Linked DNA regions of Mus musculus: region 1 is linked to region 2. A link is a contact called in public HiChIP or PLAC-seq data. All regions are on one chromosome and are shown on one strand. Each heading gives the region's core, a stretch centred on a gene start, on an enhancer-like site or on the middle of the called end of the contact. The rest is flanking DNA. Distances are from core to core; before and after follow the strand shown.

Evidence for each region. HiChIP or PLAC-seq counts read pairs in DNA pulled down with a chosen protein or histone mark.
Region 1: an HNF4G HiChIP or PLAC-seq map of pancreatic cancer cells shows a contact between it and region 2. The contact joins the promoter of Dnttip2 here to the enhancer-like site in region 2. A contact is called at or near these places in 5 of 39 promoter capture datasets (the 3T3-L1 cell line, liver, macrophages and 1 more), 1 of 15 datasets of contacts at CTCF or cohesin (the NIH/3T3 cell line), 48 of 484 Hi-C or Micro-C datasets (the AML12 cell line, B cells, the BV-2 cell line and 29 more), 10 of 115 datasets of contacts at active chromatin or transcription factors (DN3 thymocytes, the HPC-7 cell line, acute myeloid leukemia and 6 more) and 4 of 9 other capture datasets (adipose tissue, embryonic stem cells, liver and 1 more).

Annotation. Positions count from the first base shown.
Region 1 is chr3:122,272,105-122,277,899 of GRCm38.p6, reverse strand. It overlaps Dnttip2 (deoxynucleotidyltransferase, terminal, interacting protein 2), which reads right to left and starts at 3,486. Exons shown (of 7, transcript NM_153806.1): 1 at 3,422-3,486; 2 at 1,090-2,702. The coding sequence starts at 3,481.
Region 2 is chr3:122,159,393-122,164,785 of GRCm38.p6, reverse strand. It overlaps Abca4 (ATP-binding cassette, sub-family A (ABC1), member 4), which reads right to left. Exons shown (of 50, transcript NM_007378.1): 41 at 2,365-2,485; 42 at 1,863-1,925; 43 at 892-998. Among named protein-coding and RNA genes, the nearest start is that of Gm40138, 36 kb to the right of the region's middle. Within about 2 kb of position 2,150, at least 5 of the 459 cell types and tissues checked have an H3K27ac peak or open chromatin away from gene starts, as enhancers often do. A contact at or near this core is called in pancreatic cancer cells, where this site is marked.

The sequences.
Region 1 (5,795 bases), core at 2,237-4,736, 110 kb before region 2:
CCTGGGAAGAAAAGCCATCAGCGGTCTCACTCAGCCGTGGACCTACAGGCTGTACTACTGACTTGGAGAAGCTGGGTCTGCCGATTCGTGTACTGCTCACTGGGCTAATCACGGCTTTCTAACTGGATTTGAGGCCCACTTACGAAACTCACCCCTGGCATGACAAAGCCTGTCAGAAGCCTGTGGTTGGTGATCAACCTTGGTGGGGAATTTACTATTTTTGCTAGATATGCTGAACCCATTAAAAATCCTTTCTAAATGTCTAGGTTTATGCTTAGATCTGGTGAGACATGCCCCCTCCCCTTTTTCTGGCAGTGGGGTAACAGTTACTAAGACTGACAAAACTGGTCAAAGAGCTGAGAATAATTTTCTCAAAATGTTCATTTCTAAATGGGACATCTATGTCACTTCTTCCCAAAGAGGGGCAGCAAGAATGTAAAAGCGAGAGGAAGGAAGAGAAGAAAGCAGCAGTGACACGGAACACTGTCTTCTGCGTATGACGTGGTAGTTGCACTCAGAACTCATAGGAGCTGTTGATTACCTGCACAAGGCTGGAACAGTGTCAGTACTTTGGGTTTTGTTTTTAAACTGTTGATTCTCTGTGAGTTTCACATCAGGCACAGGGAGACAAGTGGGAAGGAGGTGCAAGTCAAAGTCCTCAGCTCGAATTTTGTAATGGAAATGAGGCCCCACCTCTCCCTGAGGACCAACAGGCAGGCAGTGATGACTGGGAGAGACATTTTCTTCAGTGGTACAGCACTAACTAGTCAGTAAGCTTGTGAGCTTCTAAATAACCCCTGATCCACAGTCCCGTAAGCATTAAACCCACTGGGCCACCCATGTCCCTGGAAGACATGGAAAGCAGAAAGAGGGCTAGGTGGGGAAAGGAGCATCCATCAGTGGGGATGAGCCTGAGGGGCACGCAACCTCTACACAATACACACATGAAAACACTAAATGAGACACTATTACAACACATGCTATAAACATTACTTTGGAGGCTGAGGGAAGGGCACACTTGCCATGCTGCGGCCACAGCTGTGCGCCTCAGCATGGCCTCCCCAGTTTCCTTTCCGAGGCAGTACTTACAGCTTAGACTTGGTGTTACTGAGCAAGTCTTCTTCGTCACTAGACTCATCCTTATTCTCATCACTGTCTGATGAGTCTTCTTCACTATTTTCCTCCTCTTTCTCCTCTTCCTCTTTTTCTTCCTCAATAGCAACTTCACTCGGAGCCTTGTCTTCTAGGTAAAAGTTTTTGTCAGCACTCAATCCAGGAGTTTTGTCAATTACAAACAGTGCACTGTCACAGGCGGCATCTTCCAGGTCCTCAGCTGATGCCTCCTTTTGGCCATTGTTTTCAACAGAACACAAAGTGTCCCTTTCATTCTCACTGCTGTCAGACTGCTGGCTTTCATCGCTGCTAAGAAATAATAAGACAGGACTGTCCGTAGTATCCTGAGTCATGCTGAGTTCAGACTTGCATGGTTTGGTATCACATTCAAGAGGGACACCACTTTGGCTGCTCTTGTCATCACTGATACCTGCACCCGTGGGCTCGTTGTCATCACCACCACCACCACCACCACCGAGCTGTGCCAAGTCACTCTTTTTTCCGCTGCCCCCTCTCTTGTCATTCCACCTTTCTACATTCACAACTGCAAACTTGTGCTCTAATGATTTCATTAGAGCCTTCCGATCTGGACTTGAAAGCTGGAATGTGGGTTTTTTATTTGGGGTGCTTGAATGATTCTGAGACACTGACTGCTGAAGGCTGGTGTCTTGAGCTTCAGAAAGACTCCGCTGGGAATCTTTCTCATTAATTACTTTTTCCTCTGTGATTTTGAGGTCCTCTTCATCCAGACTCTTACAATTCTCCTTTCTAACTTCTGTAAGAGACACAACATTGGCTCGTTTTTCCTCTTGGATATGCAAATTTTGGTGGTTTTGGGCTGTCAGTTTTTTCCCTGAATTTCTGGGGCTGGAATCATCAAAGTCACTGTTGTAAGTTTCACTATCAGAAACATTTGGCATATTTCTCTGAGAAAGTGGTCTTGCTGATAACTGAGTAGCATCTGAGTCCTCTGAACACACAGACATACCCACAATTTGCTTTTTATTTCCTGGTGTAATCTTAGTATCGTTTTTCTCAGCTGGGAACTGTAATTTCTTCTTCACATTCCTGGCTGTTGTTCTCGGCAAGATCTCTAACGATGAAATGCCTGAGCAGGACAACTCAGCATCAGATACAGTTCCCGACTGTGATTCTTGGCTTGAATCTCTTTGAGAATTAGCCTTATTTCTGCTGCTTCTCTCTGTGGAAGGTACAACCATAGAAACCCCTGAAACATGAGACTCTGCTTCAGAAACAACAACTTCATCAGCAGATGCATGCTGAGGGGCTACTTTCTGCCTTTTCCTAACAGTGGACTTTGAGGTGGAAGCAATTACGATCTGCCGTTTCCTAGTTACTCTTACAATGGGCTCTTGGTCCTCTAACACAGAAGTAACCCCAGAAGTGTGGGACTCCGTTTCAGAAGCCTCGTCATCAGAAATAAGCACAATGATCTCCGCTGGGCCTGTGGTTCTGCTGCTGCTGCGTGAGTGCTGTTTCTCAGCAGGCTGCGATTCAGCTGTGCTGCCATCGGATCCCGATTCCTTTGTGCTTTCTAGATGTGTCCCAATTCTCCGAGGAGCAGACCTCTGAAAACCAAAACAAACACAATATAGTGTAGATAGGGCAGGGACAAGGGTAAAGGTGGCATGGCCTAAGGAACAAAACTCAAGAAGGTACAAAACGAAGACAAACTCACGATAAGATATTTCTTTTACTTGCCTCATCCTAGGCTTCAGAAAGCAGAACTAAAAAAACTTTCTCTACTTAAAGAAAGAGGAGGTAAATTTTAAATCATTTATAGAAGCGCAGGGAGGGGGGGGAGTTGAATACTAATTGAGCACGTGTTTAGGAGTGTGTAAGGTAATCCGATACTTGCCTGGATTTCTACAACAGGAAAGGGCTGCTCTATAGCCCTTACCACACAATCTAAAGAGCATAGCACCAGAAGACAACCAGAGGCTCTGAGTGACGCCACCGCCGCCCTTCAGTTGCCGGAGGGGTTAGTGCTCGGCCATGCCAGTCTCTCCACGTGAAAACGGTGCTCCTCCTATCCCCCAAACCAGGCTTGGTCGAGGTGGCGGGCATTAACTTTCCCCGGTACTGTCCTAACAGTAAACTTAAAAGGCCTCGCCTGCGCAGGGCACGCTACCGAAACTCCCGTAAGAGCCCTGAAAGACCCCCAGGTCCGAGCCAGTCCGGCGCAGTACCACGCGCGACCCGCTCGGTTCCTCGTCGCTCTCCTCCGCCCTGCCGAGCCGCTCTGCTCAGCGGCGAGGAGACCCGGAGAACCTGAGACCCAGCTCACCTTCTGCTGGGAGCTTTCTTGGAGCCTGGTCCGGGAGAGCCCGGACCTGGTGACCACCATCTTTCCGACTCCGGATTCCCGGCAGCCAGCGCGGCTTCCTCTGTTCCGACGCTTCGGAAGTGCGTCGAAACAGGAACTCGCTTAGGTTTCCCTGCGGAAACCGCGGCTCGGGAGAATCGTTCCTTCCCCGGCTCCACTGCAGTTCTGGCCAGCGGTCTCCGCCATCGGACTAGTGCGGGTCAGCGGGGGGTGGGGGGGTGGGGTGTGTGTGTTGGGGGGGGGGGGGGGCAAAAGCAGCTCCGCCTCCAGTTCCCAGCTCGTCCGCTGTGCGGTCCTCAGCGAGGAGGACCTCCTCGCCGTTTAACACAAAATGGGAAGTCGCATCATTTACTCTGCTTTCCATCCCCCTCACCCCCCACCCCCGTGCAGTAATTGTGAGATCTTTGGCGTAAGTCTTTACGGAAGCCAAAGGAGACTTTATTTAGTCCTTTTAGAAAACAGTATTTTAATAACTTAATAAATGAGATTCCGATATTTGATTGGGATACAAGGATGTATGTTAAATGCACCCAAGTTTTCGGAGAATAATTAGAAAGCTGTGGGATTTAACTAAAATGTCTCGGGATTTGAAGTACGCCTTTTTTTTTTTTTTTTTTTTTTTTTTTTTTTTTTTTAAATAAAAAAGGTGAAAGACGTTGTGAAGGACGGGGATTAAAGTTTTTTGTTTTTTTACAATGGAAGTAAGAGACTAGCCAGAATCAAAAGAGTTTTAGGATTTTTGTTTTGAGACAAGATCTCTCTACATGGCCCTGGCTGCCCTAGAACTCACTATTTAGACCAGCCTGATCCTGAACTCACAGATATCCATCTGCCTCCCAAGTGTTGGGATCCATGGGCCACAGCACCTGGCTGAGGTGTTTTAGTTTTTGTTTTGTTGGATGAAAGATGGAGAACTAGAATATGTTGAAAGGCTACAAAGGAATCGAGGAGGGGGTAAAGGAATTAGTGTTGGAAGCAAGAAAAAAAAAAGGGGGGGTTCGTTTTCCTTCACTTTTTAACACAAAATTTTTCCTAAAAACCTATCTTTCCATGGATACATTACTTCTACATTAAATTGCTCTCCTTGGAGCCAGGTATACGTAGTAACCAACTTTTGATTGTTAGATGTTGTCTTAAAACACTAGCCTCATGCTTACTTAGTAAAATAGGGTTTTTTTTTGTTTTTGTTTTCCTGGAGAACTGTGGTCTCTGGTTTCCACACAGCCATTGTGTGCCCTGAGGAAACAGCCTATCTTTAGGAGTGAGAGAACAAGAAAGTGAAGAACAAGAAAACGAGTTCCTGCGCATTTGTGGAACTTGAAGACAAGAATCTTCAAGCTCTTGACAGGCTGGGCTTAGTGAAAAACCCTATGACAAGTGCGGGCTGTTACTTTTCAGTTTAGGCTTTAAAGGGTTCTTCTATCTTGTTCTTTCTGGGGGAGGTACTGATCTTCCATGTATTTTTATTATGCATTTTAAAAAAAGATTTATTTATTTATTTATATCAGTACACTGTAGTTGTCTTCAGCCGCACCAGAAGAGGGGGAAGGCATCAGATCTCATTACAGATGGTTGTGAGCCACCATGTGGTTGCTGGGAATTGAACTCAGGACCTCTGGAAGAGCAGTCAGTGCTCTTAACTGCTGAGCCATCTCTCCAGCCCCCTTTATTAGGCATTCTTACTAAATTGTAAGATCTCTACATATTCTGAATATAAGACCTTATCAGATAGGGTCTCTAAATATTTTTACCTATTCTGGGAATTGTCTTTTCATTATCTTCACACTATCTTTTGAAGCACAAATTCAGAAAATTTTGTTCAGTTTTTTATGTTTCAAATATTTGCAAGGTTTTTTTTTTTTTTGTTGTTTTTGTATTTTCTTTAAAAAGCCAAAATAGCAGGGTGGTGGTGCACACCTTTAGTCCCAGGGGTTGAGAGGCAGAGGCAGGTGGATCTCTGGGTTCAAGGACAGCTTGGTCTACATAGTGAGTTCTAGGATAGACAGGGCTACACAGAGAAACTCTGTCTTAATCAATCAACAAGTGAACAAAAGAAGTCACGGAAACAGTTTTAATTTTCATTTGTGTTCATCAGCATATTATTTTGGAATTAATGCTTTTGTGAGGAAGCTTTAAAGTTTTCATTTCCTTGCTTTGTTATGATGCCACTAACACTAAAATAAACAGAAAACGTTAATAAAAAAATTGAGAGAGGACAAATTGCTGCTAGGAAGAAAAATCCAGATGTTCATCTGCAAGAACATGCATTCTCTGGAAGTAGATGGAGCACTCTCTTCAGGTGTGGAGAGCCGGGCAGTGGCAGCACATGCCTTTA
Region 2 (5,393 bases), core at 901-3,400:
CTGTGTGGCACCCCAGCTGTGACTGGATGCCTAGAAACCTGGGAACCCCAGCTTTGGCCTCCCACATCCTTGGCTGTTTTCCCACACCCTGAGAGATGTCTTGGCACTTTGATAAAGCCCAGCACCCAACAGTGGAGGCACAGGGTAAATGCAGTCTAGCAGAGCTGCCCAGCACCCCAGCGGTAGGGTGGAGCACGGACCCACATGCCCTACCGCACAGAGTAGAGATCTGCTTAAGCTCACATTATTATAGAGGCCAATAGCCACTCTCCAGAAGCCAAAAACACAGGCCAACTTTCTCTTTGCCAGCTTTCCTTGGTCTGATGGGAAAAAGGATTGGCATGCAAATGGCTAATGATGATGGGGGTCTCCTGAAGTCCCTTAGATGAGGACCTCCATTGAGAGAAACTCAACCCAGAGAAAGGATGTATCAACCTAGGAGCTCTTAGCCTGGGATCCAGAGGCTGCAGTGGGATCACAGATGCACCCCTGGGCTCAGTACATCCCTCAAAGCTTTGTAAGCTGTCAGGAGGGAGTGAAAGGGAGGGTGTGGAATATCCTTATAGAGGGAGAAGGTACAGTGTCCAGCAGTTGCTCAAAGGAGCCTATAGCCCAAAGAGATGAAGAACCACTGACTTAGTGTTTTCTAGAACTTTCTAGGAATTCATGCTAAGAGCACACTCCCAACCATTACATTTTAGTCTGGCTTTTCCAGTGTATCTATGTCTTGTGTGTTGTTGAATCACATTCTATGGGAGGCCCCCTTCTCTGCATAGATCTTTCTAGGTCTCGGAGTTATACTGGCATATGACACTGGATGGCTTTCCACATGCTAGGACAAGGACATGGCCTATGGGGGACACCGTACAACAGGAAGGGCAGAGCACTCACCTCTTGCCTGCCACAGTAGCATCCCCCGATGTCACTGTGGTGTCCCCAGTGAGCATCTTGAATGTGGTGGTTTTGCCTGCACCATTCACTCCCAGGAGGCCAAAGCACTAGGAGAAAACAGAGAACAGGTGTTGCCCTAGTGACCAAGGACATCTTCATTGCCAGACCCCAGGCCAGTGTGAGAGCTGGGATACTCATACCTGGGTGCCATTACTGAGATTATTGGTCATGTGTGGCTACCAACATGAAACACATCTAATCCTAACCAACATGGGCACTAAACGTGGAACACACTGGCTTTGAAGACTTACAACAAGGACAAAAAAGAAAAATGAAAAATATCTCAGTAATGTTTTTGCACTGGCTGGTTTTGTGTGTCAACTTGACACAGGCTAGAGTTATCACAGAGAAAGGAGCCTCCCTTAAGGAAATGCCTCCATGAGATCCAGCTATAAGGCATTTTCTCAATTAGTGATCAAGGGAGGCAGGGCCCACTGTGGTTGGTGCCATCCCTGGGCTGGTAGTCTTGGGTTCTATAAAAAAGCAAGCTGAGCAAGCCAGGGGAAGCAAGCCAGTAAGTGACATCCCTCCATGGCCTCTGCATCAGCTCCTGCTTCCTGATCTGCTTGAGTTCCAGTCCTGACTTCCTTGGTGATGAACAGCAGTATGGAAGTGTAAGCTGAATAAACCCTTTCCTCCCCAACTTGCTTCTTGGTCATGATGTTTTGTGCAGAAATAGAAACCCTGACTAAGAGAGCTGTACATTAACTACACATCAAAATTTTGTTTTAGATCTATTGTGTGAAATAAAAATAGTAAACTTAACCCCCCCACACACACACACCTTATCTACTAGAAAGTTTGACTTTCATTAGATTTCTACTGTCAAGCTCTGGTCAGAGGGAGAAGACTCATGGTGGAGGGCTGATTTTTCTCAAGAGCTATTTCATGTTAGTTAGTACGGTACCCACCTCTCCAGGTCGAACTCCAACACATAACCGATCTACTGCTGGACTGGAAGAGCCTGAGTAAACCTGTAAAATTCAAAGAGACTGGGTTCAAGACCAAGACAGGGGTAGAGCAGTGAGTGAATAGGGTAGGGCAGGGCAGAGGAGTGAGAGCAAAGGACAGCACAGAGTGACTTGGAAGAAAACCACAAACACCAGGAGGCTACACATTAACACAGCATTGGAAGAGGAGCCACGGCACAGAGAGGTGTGGAGGGTGAATCATGCCATGTGCAAACGGAACAGCAGAGAGCAGAGGCCAGGGCTCAGTTGGAGAACCTCTTCTGGAGACCCTGTGGTATCCACAATGAACAGCAGGGATAATGTCATGGGAAATAGGTGCTCCCAGGAGGCAAGTGACAATACAAAGACAGTATGGGGTTGTATGGGACAGCATGATGGTCCTGTGCCACCTGTGTGCTCGGCTTGTAATGCCAAGAAAATACCGCCCACACCTGCTCCTCACCTTGGTTAGTTCGTTTAGCTTTAAGATGTCGGTTTTATTTCCCCCACTCATAACTCTTTGTCTTTCTTCAGCCACATCGTCATCTTCATCAAAAACGGGCTCTCTAGCAGGCTCAGCGATCCTAGAGGAAGGGGCATGGGCAGGATTGTGCTGGGCGTGCAGTAACCGTCATGCCACCGTCCTTCTCGCCCAACTATCCTTCCCGTTCCCCCACATTTACTCCTCTGGACTTCTTTTCTCTAAGTCTAGTCTAAAAATGGTTCCTGTCAGGAGGGACACTAGGCAGGCAGGTCAAGTGCTTCTGTTGAAATCCTCTCTGTGCTGCCGTCCTGCCTCTTCATGCCTGACCTATGCTTGTCCCTGGATCTCTCTGAGCCTTGTTGTCTTCTTCAACCACATGAACGGGAGAGAAGGCTGTCTCAGGTTGTGTGAAGATGAACTCTGAGTCGTGCCTGAGGAAAGACTTGGGAGCCAGCTTTATATTATTAAAACCGTTGCTCTACGGCAAGTGAAATGTAGGTGAGTTATTAGCTACCAACCTTCCCTCTTTCTCCAGCCTTCCTTACCAATGCGATGACAAGATAGCTTTGGCATCTTATTAACACACGTTCCAAATCTTTCTTGGTCCAAGTCATAGGTTCCAAGTCTAACCTCTTCAAGCATCTCTGTCCTGCAGACAGATCCTCTATGCCTTTGCCATCTGTACTTTTTTTTTAAGTTACACTCACTCCTTTGCCAACCACTGGCACCTGACCCTGGTCCTTACACTATGCAGGCCATTCCCACCTGCTGGCCTCAGCATGTTCTCTTGCTCCTGCCCTGCCAAGAGAATCTTCCCCATCCTTCAAGGCACAGACCCTTCTCTGAAAATCTTTCTGACTACCTACATCTAGAATGTCCAGCCTTTTGGCACTGATACATGACATCATCATCTACAAGTGTGTTATGCTGTATCCTAGCTATCCTTGGATGCAAGAGGCCTACCGTAAGGTAGCCAGGCCCAGCCTAGGGCTCCAGTCTTTCCTTTCTTCCTTACTGACCTTGTCTGACATATTACTAAGTCTTGTCTAAAGCCCTTTCTACTCTATCATCTCCCAATGCCTCCATCTGTATCCAGGTCACTGTTGTCTCTTTGCACATCAGCATGGGCTCCTATCTCACCTCCCAGCATGGCAAGGTCATGTCACTGCCTTGGTTAAAATACCCCCAGGGATCTCATGTTGCTCTTGGGTCCCAAGTCATCAAGATGAGGAGTATTTCGTGACCCAACTCTGTGCCCCTCTGCACTCATCCCATACCACTTCATCTTCCTATTCCATGGCTCCCTAGAAGTCCTTCCATTCCGTATACCAGTCTTACTCGCTGGGGTTGCCATGTTTTTGTGCAGGCCATGCCTGGCACAGCCATGTCTAATGGGAACAGCAAAAGTCATAAAGCCAGCTCAGCTTCCTGACAAAGATCAGCAAAGCTGAGCTGATTAATGTGATCGCTGCCTTGCTGTATTCCACTTTAAACCATGATCTCCACGTGTTGCATGCTGGGGTGGAGGGCGCTAACATTTGTACAACTTGGGATATTGGGTTGATGAAAAACTTTTTTTTCTTGTTTGGTTTTTTCAAGACAAGGTTTCTCTGTGTAGCTCTGGCTGTCCTGGAACTCACTTTGTAGACCAGGCTGGCCTTGAACTCAGAAATCCACCTGCCTCTGCCTCCCAAGTGCTGGGATTAAAGGTGTGCGCCACCACTGCCCGGCTGATGAAAAACTTCTTATGAATCATTTAGACCTCCTCCCAGGAGAACTGCTTCTAAGCTTCCCTGGGAAAACCCTGAGCATATTATCTCTCCTGTCTTTATCAAGATATCCTTATCTGACCTTACTTGAAGGTCTTTATTACACCCTAAAGGTTATGACTCAAATAAAGATGTCAGAGATCCCCTTACAAGGCTCTAACTCCAAGATACTTTTGGAACATCTGCCCCTGTACTTAGGAACAAGATGATCAGGACACAGTAAACGTTAAAAGGTAAATAAGATTTGGTGGGCTAGAAAATTTGGCAGTAGATCAGGTTAAACTCAGGCAATTGTATGCCATTTAAGATTAGGGCCGTGTATGGTATGCCCCTTGAGGAAAAGATACAGCAACAAAGTTAGGTTGGCTGGAATTACCTCTGCCCTAGACAGGGGCTTATACTGATGGACAAAGAATAAGGAGGATAAATGATAAAAAAAAAATTAAGATCTCCCCTGCTTAGAAAAGTTAGCTCATGTTAGGCCATTGTGATATCATATGGCCAAGGAATAAAAGAATAGCAAGATTAGACACCTAAATAAATTCTAAAAAGATATTATGGCAGAAATTGAATAATAACTTCAGTGGCTTTGGCCTGAAGATTTTTATTGCGCCTAATGACAATTAATACTCTGACCATTAAGAGTTAGTAATACAGTGTGCTTGGTACATGATGATCTGCCCAAACTGGCTTGGAGATTTTCTGTCTATTGAAAACAGAAAATTCTTAAATATTGTGTTATGGAGTTGATGAGGGAAAATGATTGTAAACGATAACTCTGTTCTGTCACTGGTTATCAATGATGACTAGATGTATGACCAAGAGGAAGACATTAAACACATGTCCAGGGACAAAAACGATATGGTCTATGTTCTGGAATAAAATGAATCTATCCCTGCCTACTGAGTTCTGTATACATAAAGAAGCACTCTGACTGCTAGTTAGTCAGGCTTCAAGATCCTCCAGCCTTGGCTGACTCACCCCTCCCTAGAGGACTCCTTATCTCCACTGCAGGACCTAGCCATTGCTGGGGCTGGCTCCTAGCAAACATCTTCTACCAAAAGCATCCTTTCTTCCACCCCTCCACTCTCTTTGCTTGTTAATTATCTACATAGGTGTGGTTGTTGGGTTTCTAGAAGTCAGGTCTTTCCATGCTCTTTAGGACTCACTCATATCAGCATCAGTGTCTAAAGCTAATGTCTTCATTTTGGTAATTATTTCTCTCTTCCTCTTCTCTGC